2 separate regions of the Ovis aries genome follow, and region 1 is linked to region 2. Evidence: chromatin contacts called from public Hi-C data. All regions are on one chromosome and are shown on one strand. The core of a region is the stretch at or near the end of the contact, and the rest is flanking DNA. Distances in the headings are between cores, read along the strand shown. Region 1 holds the start of SOCS1 (suppressor of cytokine signaling 1). Region 2 overlaps CLEC16A (C-type lectin domain containing 16A).

Region 1 (5,206 bases), core at 791-3,290, 56 kb after region 2:
GTGCGAGCGGAACGTGCGAAAGTGTGTATCGCCGGGGGCCGGGGCCGCGGCCGCCGGGCAGGGCCGCAGGCGCGCCGGGGCCGCGGACGAGGGCGAGGAGGTGGAAGAAGAAGAGGAGGAGGAAGAAGGCTCTGGCCGCCGTCTGGGCTCTGCTGCCGTAGAGATTGCATTGTCGGCTGCCACCTGGTTGTGTGCTACCATCCTACACGCGGGGCCGGCCGGAGGGGTGGGCCATAGCGTCCGGGGGTGCGCTGATGGGGGAGACAGGCAGTGAGCAGGGAGTCCGGGTGAGACTGGGCAGGTGAGGGCCCGCGAGGCAGCTCGGGAGGGGCGGGGCCCTGGGCTGAGCCGCTCCTAAAGGGCCGAGGGCTCAAGCCTGCGTCCGCGCGGCCCTTTGAGCCTCAGTGGACTCATCTAGAAAATGGGCTTGCTGGCGGGTGGGAGCTCGGCGGCGCGCTGTGCCGCCTCCGAGTCCGAGTCGAGAAGGGGGCGTGGAGAGAAGCGCCGAGCAGAAGCCTGTCCCGGACTCGGGCCACCGGGTCCTCGGCTCACCGCCCCGCGGCTGCCGCCTGCCGGCCAGGGCGGGAACGGGCGCCTCGTCCGGGCGATTCGGGCAAAAAAGCAGGAGAAAGCGGCGCTGCGGGTACCCCAAGCGCGGGGTCCGCCAGGCTGGGGCCCGCAGGGGCCAGGGGCGTGGCGGCCGCGACCCCACCACGCAGCCCCCGAGGCCGCCCCGGCCCCGGGCGGTCCCGTGCGTTCCTCCCCTCTCCCTCTAGCTTCGTCGCCCAGCGTCCGTCTCACCTGGCGGCGGGGCGCGGGGCGCCGCGGGCGGGGCGGCGGGGGTCTCCGGGGCGGCTCTCGCGCATGCTCCGGGGCCGGGAGCCGTGCAGCTGCCACGGCCGCAGCTCTTTCTGCTGCGCGCCCGCCCCTGCACCAGTCTTTTAAACCGGCTCTGAGGCTTGGGGCTTGCGAGGCCCCGCCCCTGCCGGCTCCGCCCCCTCCAGGCCCGCCCTTCCGCGCCACTTTCGGTTTCTTTTTCTGCGCACCGCGGTGGCGGGCGCTACTCGACTTTTCCCACAAATCCGGGACCCCTCCTCGGGGAGGTCCCCCAGCCCTGACCTAGCCTCGCACCTGTCTAGGACCGGTCTGTCAAGGTCTCTAGCACTGCCCTTGAATCTCCGGGGCACTTCTCAGCACCCTCCCTTTCGGACCTGGCGGCTCTCCGGTGCCCCCACTGCCTTCGGTCGCAGATTTCTTCAGGCAAGCCCATTAGGATACTCCGGACTGGCCCTGACACACCAGTCACCTCCGCCAGGTGTCTCAGCACCCATCTCTGGTAGACCTCTGTCCTCTACTCTGGAGCCGGACACATCCACCCTATCCTGGGGTCTCACCTGGGACCCCTCGGGACTGCTGCCTCCATCGCCCTGCCCCCCCTCGTCCTGGAGCCTCTAGATGGCCGCATCCGCATCCCTCCCTGCCTGTCTCTGTCCCTGGTCTTGTCTTAGGGTTCCCAGGAAGCGGCGGGTTGACCACAGGCTTCGGAGGAACCCTTTGGCTGCGCGGGAGGGGTACCTCGACTGCGAGCCCAGTTCCTTGGAAACCGGGTGGGGCCTGGCAAGGTCCCCGGCGGCCTTGGCCTGCCTTTTCTCCTGCCAGATAGCTGGAGAAACTGAGGCCCGGTGACTGGCAGAGGGGGAGCTCCAAACGAGGCACACCCTGCTCGCTTTTATTTGGGGGAGAGAAGGGAGCAACTGGGCACCTCTAAATGCACTTTGGAGCCCAGGGGAAAGAGAGTTCATTTTCAGATGTGATCATTGCAGAAGCCTACTCTGAGCTTTCCTGGCCAGCCCCTCCTCTTCCTCCCTCCTCTCTTACAGATCCCACCCCCCTGCCCCCAGCTGCTCCCTCCCCACACTCATACCTCGGGTCTTGGAATGATGGGGTACCCGTAACGGTTTGTTCGTTTGTGTATGATGCTGTCTGTCATAGAAGGGCATGGAGTAGGTGCCTAGCTAGTACATGTATTTCTGAACGAAAGAAAGAACAAATGAGCTTGGGGGCCGGCTGGTGGGTGGTGAATCTCACAGCCTGGAGGGGTCAGGCGGAGTAGCTAGGTTTGGCAGGGTCCTGCCCAATGCTGGCACACACTGCCCTCTACAGGCAACTCTCAGGCCGCAGCGCAGCTTTGCCGCTTGGCTCCTAGCCCTGGCGCCAGGTCCTCCTGCCAGCCTCCCTGGCGCTTTCCTCCCCTGACCCCGGGCAGAGCCCAGGATCCCCGTGTTTCCTGGTGAACACAAGAGCATGGCCCAGAACCCACCTTGTGTAGGATCCCACTGTCTCCCGGAATCCGTGTGTGTGTGTCTGTGTGTGTGTGTGGCAGCAGCTGATGTTGGTTGTTGATGTGGTCGTCCTGGGTGTGTGTGTGTGTGTGTGTGTGTGTGTGTGTGTGTGTGTGGCAGCAGCTGATGTTGGTCGTTGATGTGGTCGTCCTAGGGATGTGTGTGTGTGTGTGTGTGTGGCAGCAGCTGATGTTGGTCGTTGATGTGGTTGTCCTAGGGGTGTGTGTGTGTGTGTGTGTGTGTGTGTGTGTGTGGCAGCAGCTGATGTTGGTCGTTGATGTGGTCGTCCTGGGGTGTGTGTGTGTGTGTGTGTGTCTGTGTGTGTGTGTGACAGCAGCTGATGTTGGTCGTTGATGTGGTCGTCCTGGGGTGTGTGTGTGTGTGTGTGTTGGCAGCAGCTGATGTTGGTCGTTGATGTGGTCGTCCTGGGGGGGGGGTGTGTGCGTGCGTGTGTGTGTGTGTGTGTGTGTGTGTGTGTGTTGGCAGCGGCTGATGTTGGGCGTTGATGTGGTCGTCCTGGGGTGTGTGTGTGTGTCTGTGTGTGTGTGTGACAGTAGCTGATGTTGGTCGTTGATGTGGTCGTCCTGGGGTGTGTGTGTGTGTGTGTGTGTTGGCAGCAGCTGATGTTGGTCGTTGATGTGGTCGTCCTGGGGTGTGTGTGTGTGTGTGTGTGTGTGGCAGCAGCTGATGTTGGTCATTGATGTGGTCGTCCTGGGGGGGGGTGTGTGCGTGCGTGTGTGTGTGTGTGTGTGTGTGTTGGCAGCGGCTGATGTTGGGCGTTGATGTGGTCGTCCTGGGGGTGTGTGTGTGTGTGGCAGCAGCTGATGTTGGTCGTTGATGTGGTCGTCCCTGGGGGGGGGTGTCTGTGCGTGTGTGTGTGTGTGTGTGTTGGCAGCAGCTGATGTTGGTCGTTGATGTGGTCGTCCTGGGGGTGTGTGTGTGTGTGTGCAAGGGCATGAGAAGGTGCAGAGCCATGCCTGTGCCAGTGTTCGGGTGCTGTGGTCAGCCCGGAGCGCCTGCGGGGGGCTGCCCTGCAATGGGTAGCAGCACAAAGCAGTGGTTGGAAGCTGGACTCTGGCCGCAGTCTGCCTAGTTTCCAATTCTAATTTTGCAACTTTCTGTCCCTCTGACTTTGGACGTGTAATTAACTCCCTTGCCTGGTTTCCTCATCTCTGAAGGGGGTAATAACATCTCCCTCAGAGTGTGGGGATTAAAAGAGTGATTAGGGGTCATGTGCTTACACCAGTCCCTGGTGCATCAGAGGCATTCAGTAGGTGATTGCTTTTGCTGCTGTTGTTCATCGGCGGCCGTCAGCAGCTGTGACAGCATATTGGAGCTCATGGCTTCATGTTAGAAGTCCTAGTGCGAGGAAAGCAGGCCATAGACAGCATGGGTGGAGTGAAAGGAGAGCGTTGCATGGGGGTTAACCAGGCCCCTGGCTGCTGGCAGCGGGGAGACACAGCACCTCCTTCTCACTCGAGCTGGAGGCGGGTGGTCCAGGCCCAGAGAAGGCAGCCAGGCTGGGCTGGCTCCTGCGTGACTTGTCTTCCTGCCAGCATGTCTCCTTGCCCAGAGCAGATCTATGTCTGATGGCCCATATGCCCCCTACCACTCATTGACAGCCCAGATGGCTGTTTCGAAGAGTTCCCTCTTATTCCTGAGCACTAGGACCTCCTCCTCTGACCCCCTACTTGTTGCCACATGCCCACCCATCCCCACGGAGCCCCCTTCTTCATTTCATTTACTGTTACCTGTGATGTGTTAGGTTCTTCCCAAGTGGCACTAGCGGCAAAGAACCCGCCCACCAGTGCAGGAGACATAAGAGACGTGAGTTCGATCCCTGGGTCAGGAAGGTCCCCTGGAGAAGGAAATGGCAACCTGCTCCAGTATTCTTGCCTGGAGAATTCCATGGACAGAGGAGCCTGGCGGGCTACAGTCCATGAGGTCGCAAAGAGTCAGACGTGACAGAGGCGACTTAGCACACACATACGTGATGTACTGGCCTAAACTAGCTGGATAATAAATACAGTCCTTAGACCATTAGACTGACACAACGATCCAATCTGCCCCATTTTACAGATAGAGAAACTGAGGGGGGAGTCACTCGCCCAGGGGCACACAACTCAGAAGGGGCAGGGCGGAGGTTCACACCCAGGAGCTCAGACCCTAAAGCTTTCACCCGTTTGCTGTGCTATAGATTTCCTTCCCACCTCCTCTCCCCACCCTCTGCCCCAGCTGGATTCCTGGTGGTCTCCAATCCTGGTCTGTCTTCTGGTGAAACAGTAGATATCAAGGAAATAAGAGGGATGCATTTGCATCCTAAGCCTGCCTGGGGAGGAGTGAGGACCATTCTGCTGATTTCCCTCCTGTTTGTAAGATTGGGGAGACTCCAATCTTGGCAGCCAAGCCTCTGTCTCCCCGTTTTTGGCTCTGGGCCCTTCTGAGTCTCAGTTTTCTTGCCTGTACGGTAGGCTTGGCCTCTTCCTCCCCCCGCCCCAAGCAGATTCTGGTTGTGCAAGAGCAGTGAGCCAAGCATAAGTTGCCAAGCACACGTGGGTTCTCCTCACCACCGATGGTGACAGTTACTACCACTTTGGTTTCATTTTCTAAAGCCCTGAGTTCAAAATGAAACCAAATCCAGATACCAAAGGGAAAAAGAAATACGCTGATTGACAAGCTTCCGTCTCCTGGGCTGTTCTCCTTGGAGGGCCTGCCCTAGACTCGCAGGAAGCTGGGCCATGTGCCGTGGAGACCACAGGCCAGCCACTTGCCCACGCTGGGCCTCATTCGCCCCAGCTGCAAAGCGGGCTTTGGAAATTTCATGCTTCACAGAGCAGTGTGAAAGCACAGCCCAAAGCAAGGGG
Region 2 (5,565 bases), core at 1,247-3,746:
AAAAAAAAAAAAAAAAGAAACGTCCTCCGCCCTAAGGTTTGATGTCATGTTAAAAGTGTAATATTCCTGTAGAGATTTCGTTTTCATTTTCCCTTGAAGTTCCCAGGATTTGCGGTTTAGAGTTTTCTGTCTGGCCTTCTCCATTGTCTTAAGGGATTCTGACTTCTTTGTTTCTCACTAACCCGGTGAGCCTGTGGAATGATAGAAATTCTTCTGAAAAGTTTAAAGTATTGTTTAAGCATAAATAACGGAGAGACACGTATCCTCAGGTACATACAGAGCTGAGAGGGCCATAAGTTTCTCTGCTGTGGCAGCCCAGGGCGTCACCCAGATCTTTCCATGAAAGGGGGACTGTGGTCAGGTCCCCTCCCCATCCTTCTGGACTAAAACCAAACAGGACAGCTTTCCAGCATGGCCTTCAATTGTCACCATCTCTCCACTTGCCTAAGAACTGTGTGGGACTGCAGGGACTCTGGCCTCTGAGGCTCTGATGGAAAGAAAAGGTCATGGAAACCGTGCTCCAAGGCTGCTGCTCAGCTGTGTGGGTGCCCACAGGCAGGAACACCCCAAGGGTCACCCCCTGCCCAGCAGCGAGGACATGATGTCCTAGGAGCCTGGGTTTTGTCCCTCTTCCTCTCAGCTGCTGCTGTAAAGATGCAAGCTCATTTGTGTTTGGTTTGGTTTTGTAATGAAAACCCCTGGCTCCTTCTCCATTTGGGCTTGGTGTGTGCAGACCAGGTCTCCTCTATCCGATAAAGCTCCCAAGATGTTCTTTCTGCTCAAACCAGGCACAGCCAAGCGACCCTCACCTCACTGATCCATGTTCAGACCTTGCAGAATTGGCTTCCACGTGTTCCCACAAGAGTGTGAGCACCCACCGTGTCAGCACTGGCCGGGCTGGGTTATCAAGCGGCCTCAGAAAATGCTACGCAAACTCACCTGTTAGAGGACCCCGTCCCCCTCGCCTCCTCCTCCATCTGCAATCAGGCAGGGCCTGCCTGGGCAGAGTCAGCCTCCTGAAGGAAACACCCGGTTCCCACGAGGAAGGGGCATGGCATCTGCGGGACAGGTCTTTCCAGCCATCAGAAGCCCCTGGGCAGGTGAGACCAGCCAGCACCATCAGGGGAAAAGACCCAGCTCAGACAGGGCCATTTCGGCAGAAATTCCAGGGGCCCCAGCAAGGAGGGACAAGCCATGACCTTCAGCGGAGCCCTCCAGAAAGGACAGGCAACGGGGACAGAAGGATGGAGAAAGTGTGTGTTGTCAAGGGGGAACCCCACTGGTGCCCCTGCTGGATGAGGCGCAGGATCACTCCGGAGCCCCCCACTTCTACTTTTGAAACGATTTTGGAGCAGCAGAAAGGAGGAAAGGCCAGTGGCATTATTCTGAGGAAGAAGCCCAGGCAGGTGGACCCAGCCCTTCAAGCTCTAAAGGAGCAAGGTCTCAGCCAGCAGGGACCACATGCCCGGAAGGACCCGGGGCAGCATCGCCGGGCGGGAGAGCTAAACGAAGACCGGCCTCCGTGGGCTGTTGAGCAGAAGGTGCGATCAGGCCAAGCTTCCACCCCATGCCTGGCCCAGGGGCAGACCTCTCCCTAGGTGGGCTCGCAGGGTTGGTCCCGGGCCGCCCAAAGCCTGCTGGCAGCCAGATCCCCACTGTCTGGGCAGCACTGGGCACAGCCGTGTCTTCAGGAGCACCCCTGAAAAGCGAACAGTGGGGGCACCTCCAGAGGGGCCCTTCTAGACAGCAGGCACTGGGTCTCCGGGGCAGAGAGAGTTAGAACCAGGAATACTTGGTGAGCCTGGGGTGGGCGGGGGCCATGGCCACGTGACACGTGGGTACCAGACTCAGATCACCCATCCCTCCATCTCCACATCCTGTCCCTCCAGAGACCCTCCCCAAGTCCACATCAGGCCCGTTGGGTTTGTCAAGTCAGGAGCAGAGCTGGTCACATCTACCCCCAAATATCAGCTTTGAAAGTGGCTAGGGAAAAGCACGTGTTTCTGGTTTGCCAGCAGGGGCGCCTCAAAGTCAGACAGCCACGTGCTCCCCCACCCACCCGGGAGGGGGTATTGATTGTCCTGTGGTACCAGGACAGACCCTGCAGCACCAGACCCTCTGTGCCCCCTTGCCCCTCCAGGCCTGCCCTGCTTGCTACTCTGCAGAAGGCAGCTCGCCGCACTCCCCCAGACACCTGCCCTGCAACCAGCGGCTGAGTGACGGAATGCACCTCTCTACAGACATACACTAGATTTCCCTAAGGTCTCAAGATGCACTGGTCCAAAAGGCTTGAGGCGGGGTGAGGACCAACACTCACCTTCTTTTCTAGACGCAATAAATAAGAAATATTTAATGTAGTCACAATGACAGGGGGCGGAAACTGTAAGGGTTCCTTATGTTCCTCCGAGTTGAAAATATGTAAATAATTCTTGTCCCGGGGTGGAGTGGGATTGAGAAACCTCATGCTTTCTGGGCCTCGGGACCATTCCAGGGAAGTACCTGCTCTCGCCAGCATGACTCATGCTTCGTGGGTACTGAACACAAGGGTGGAAATGAAAACTGGAACTTCCTTGTAAATTTGAATTTGGCAATAAAAAAAAAAAAAGAGTTAGCAAGAATGTGGCCGCTGCTCCTTGGCTCTGTGGCAGGAAGGCCACAGCCCAGCAGAGGGGAAGGTTCTCGGCAGTCTGACACCCCTGCCCTATCGGAGCTGCCGGGTAGGGTGCAGCCACTGGGTCCTCCCCGCCCCCACCCTGGCCAGGTACCCCCAGTTCCCGAAAGGAGGGCCGGGGAGAACACCTCCGAAAAGAGTTCCCAAGCCCCGGCAGGTCGGGTGCCATGAGCCTGGAGAGTCTGTCAGCTGCTGGGCTCCATCTGCGCCTCACCTTCCACAGCTAGAGAATGGGCTCGTGACATCCCTGCCTCGTAGGCTGAGCATGGGGCCCGGTGCAATGTTGCTGCACCTTGGGCTCCCCACCGAGGACAGTTGGGTGAGGTTGTGCCGGGAGGTGCTTTTCCCGGGCAGCATGGGCTCTGGCAATCCCTAGAGGTGGCATCACAGGTTGTCCTCAGAACTTGTGACACTCCAGCTTCAAGCTGGCCCAGAAACAGCCGGAACCTCTGAGCCTCGAGGTAAAACCCAAGTTGAGCAAGGCATAATGGGGGCTCCCTGCTCGTGCAAGGGTTGAGGCGATGCCAAGAGAAGGTGGGGGCCCCTGCTCTGTAGCCAGCCTGACACTGGCCGCCAGCAGGCCTCCCTTCCCCAACAGGCCCGGATTCCTCCCCTGAAGCCTGCCCACGAGGCCCAGGGCTGAGGTTGGACCCCGCTCTGCAGCAGGGCCTGCAGGGTGCCCAGCACAGGTCCAGGGATTTCATTCGTGACGTGAAATGCTGGAATAACTTCAGTCTCGAAAAAGGCACTTGCTGGAAAGATCCCCCCCAGAGAGAAGGTGGAAGACCGGCCTTGGGGCAGCAGCTGTCGGCTCCCTGCCTGCAGAGGGTCTCAGAGCCTCGCTGGGCCGGGCCCTGGGCTGGGGAGACAGGCCCCAGGAGCCCAGGGAGAGACCCACAAGCACCCACCTGCAGCGCACACTTCCTGCGAATGAGGAAACAGGCCTGTGGGCTCCTCCAGGCACAGCCCACCCTTCATTTCGTGCTGCCCCCGGGCGGCCAGGCCGAGCGCCCCAGGCTCTTTACAGGAAGGAGGGAATGGGTGTTGGAATCATCTGGATGCGGTTCACAGTCTGGCACCACGGGCTGCCCCAGGCCCGGCCAGGGAGAGCCAGAGACGGTGTCAATGGGAGAGTCCTGTGGGCAGCTTGCCTCAGAGGGTGCCCTGCGGACCGTGGCCTTTTCCTCCTCAGCCTCCCGGTTCTTCGGGCAGTACCAGCCTCTCCTCAGGAGGCAGAGTCTGGAGCCAGGTCACCGCTGCAGGCTTGGGGTGCAAACCAAGGGCGGGAACAGGCTGCAAAGCAAGGGCGGGAACCTGCTGCTACATGGGTTGTTTGGCTCATGGAGAGAACCGGGGGTCTGCAAGGGTGAAGTGCTGCACCCAGGGCAGGCGGCCTGGGAGCCTGGGGCTCTTGCCATGAGACTCTCAGGGGCAGCTTCCGCCACTCCCCTTGCTGGGCCTGCCTGGTGGCCATGGGCCAGTCGCTGCATCTCCTGGTCTCCGGTTCTGTGTGAGGCAGGCTCAGGAGCCCCCAGCTGCATGTACCCTCTGACTGCAAGGGGCCCAGGGTTTCCTCAGGAGTCTGCCTCGGGGAGGGTGACTGGCAGGCCCAGCCCAGCCTCCTCTGACGGTACCTGGAAGATGGAAGGGTGTTTGGGAGGGAGGGGGCAGCATCTTGTCCCTGAGTGACCTTGCATCCCATGTGGAGGACCATTTCCCAGCTGGCCGCCTGCTGGAACCCCTCCCTCTGTGGTCCTGCCTCCTCGCCGCCCTTCAGGGCGATGGGAAAAAAAAACCCTCACCATCTGAAGTGCTTTTCTCCAAAGGAAGATAGGTTTGAATCACCACACCGGGAACAGGTGGGGCTTCCTGGGAGCTGCCTAGTGTGCAGATGAGGCCTGGTGGGGCCGCCCCCCGCCCTGAGCCTCAGCTTCCCTCCCCCAGCTCAGCCCTGCCGTGGCCCACCAGTCCCCACCAGTCCTCCTCCTGGGCCACGGCCGTCCAGCCCAGCCCGGCTTCCCTCCAGAACGGTAGCAAGTACCCACCTTGAACCACCCTTACTCAACACCTGAATGTCACTGCCACCTGAAACCACCTCCCTAGTTAATTCAGACCTCATATCCGTGCCAAGGGTCCCACTCTGCAGCGGCCCAGTGCTAGGCCGGGCTCCTCCTAGAGAGATGATTGTGATAGATAAGACGAACAGAAAGGCAGGGGAACATCCTGACGTGACCCTGTGCCCAAGGCTCCTGCCTGAGCTACCACTCGAGGCCCCGAGTCTCCTCCAGGAGCTTTAGCCTCGGAGCTGAGAGCAGTGGATGTTTTAAAGCCAAAAAGTAGGGCTTCCCTGGTAGCTCAGTGGTAAAGAATTACTGAATCCACCTGCCAGTGCAGAAGACATGGGTTCAAGCCCCGATCTGAGAAGATTGGAGCAACTAAACCCCATGTGCCACTACTGAGCCTGAGCTCTGGAGCCCAGCAGCCACAGCCACTGAAGCCTGCGCACCTTAGAGCCCGTGCTTTGCAACAAGAGAAGCGACTGCAATGAGAAGCCCGCGCGCCTCAACTAGAGAATAGCCCCCACTCGGCACAACTAGAGAAAGCAGCAGCGAAGATCCAGCGCAGCTAAAAATAAATGATTTTTTTAAAAAGCCAAAACATGGAGGGTTTACAGCTAAGAAGTGATGTGATTGGACATCAGGAGATCACGGGGCCTGCAGGTGAAGGATAGTTAGGAGGGGCCCATCGTGTGGGGAGGGGTCACTAGGGAAGGGGCCTGCGACAGGTTTAGGAGGTAAGCCTGACAAGCTTGTTGGACTGACCACAAGGGAGAGAGCTCAGTGTCCCCCTGAACAGCTTCCAGCTGCCACCTCCTCTCTCCACTCCTATCTTCC

Evidence for each region. Hi-C and Micro-C count contacts between places; a contact is called where the count stands out from the background.
Region 1: a Hi-C map of tail adipose tissue shows a contact between it and region 2, with 2.0 times the contacts expected there. The contact joins the promoter of SOCS1 here to the enhancer-like site in region 2. A contact is called at or near these places in 5 of 16 Hi-C or Micro-C datasets (blood, hypothalamus, liver and 2 more).

What each region holds. Positions count from the first base shown.
Region 1 is chr24:10,435,103-10,440,308 of ARS-UI_Ramb_v3.0, forward strand. It overlaps SOCS1 (suppressor of cytokine signaling 1), which reads right to left and starts at 2,041. Exons shown (of 2, transcript XM_042239945.2): 1 at 1,925-2,041; 2 at 1-251. The coding sequence starts at 2,000.
Region 2 is chr24:10,378,420-10,383,984 of ARS-UI_Ramb_v3.0, forward strand. CLEC16A (C-type lectin domain containing 16A) reads left to right here. Exons shown (of 22, transcript XM_060405630.1): 22 at 1-2,608. Among named protein-coding and RNA genes, the nearest start is that of SOCS1, 56 kb to the right of the region's middle. Within about 2 kb of position 2,497, at least 6 of the 54 cell types and tissues checked have an H3K27ac peak or open chromatin away from gene starts, as enhancers often do. A contact at or near this core is called in tail adipose tissue, where this site is marked.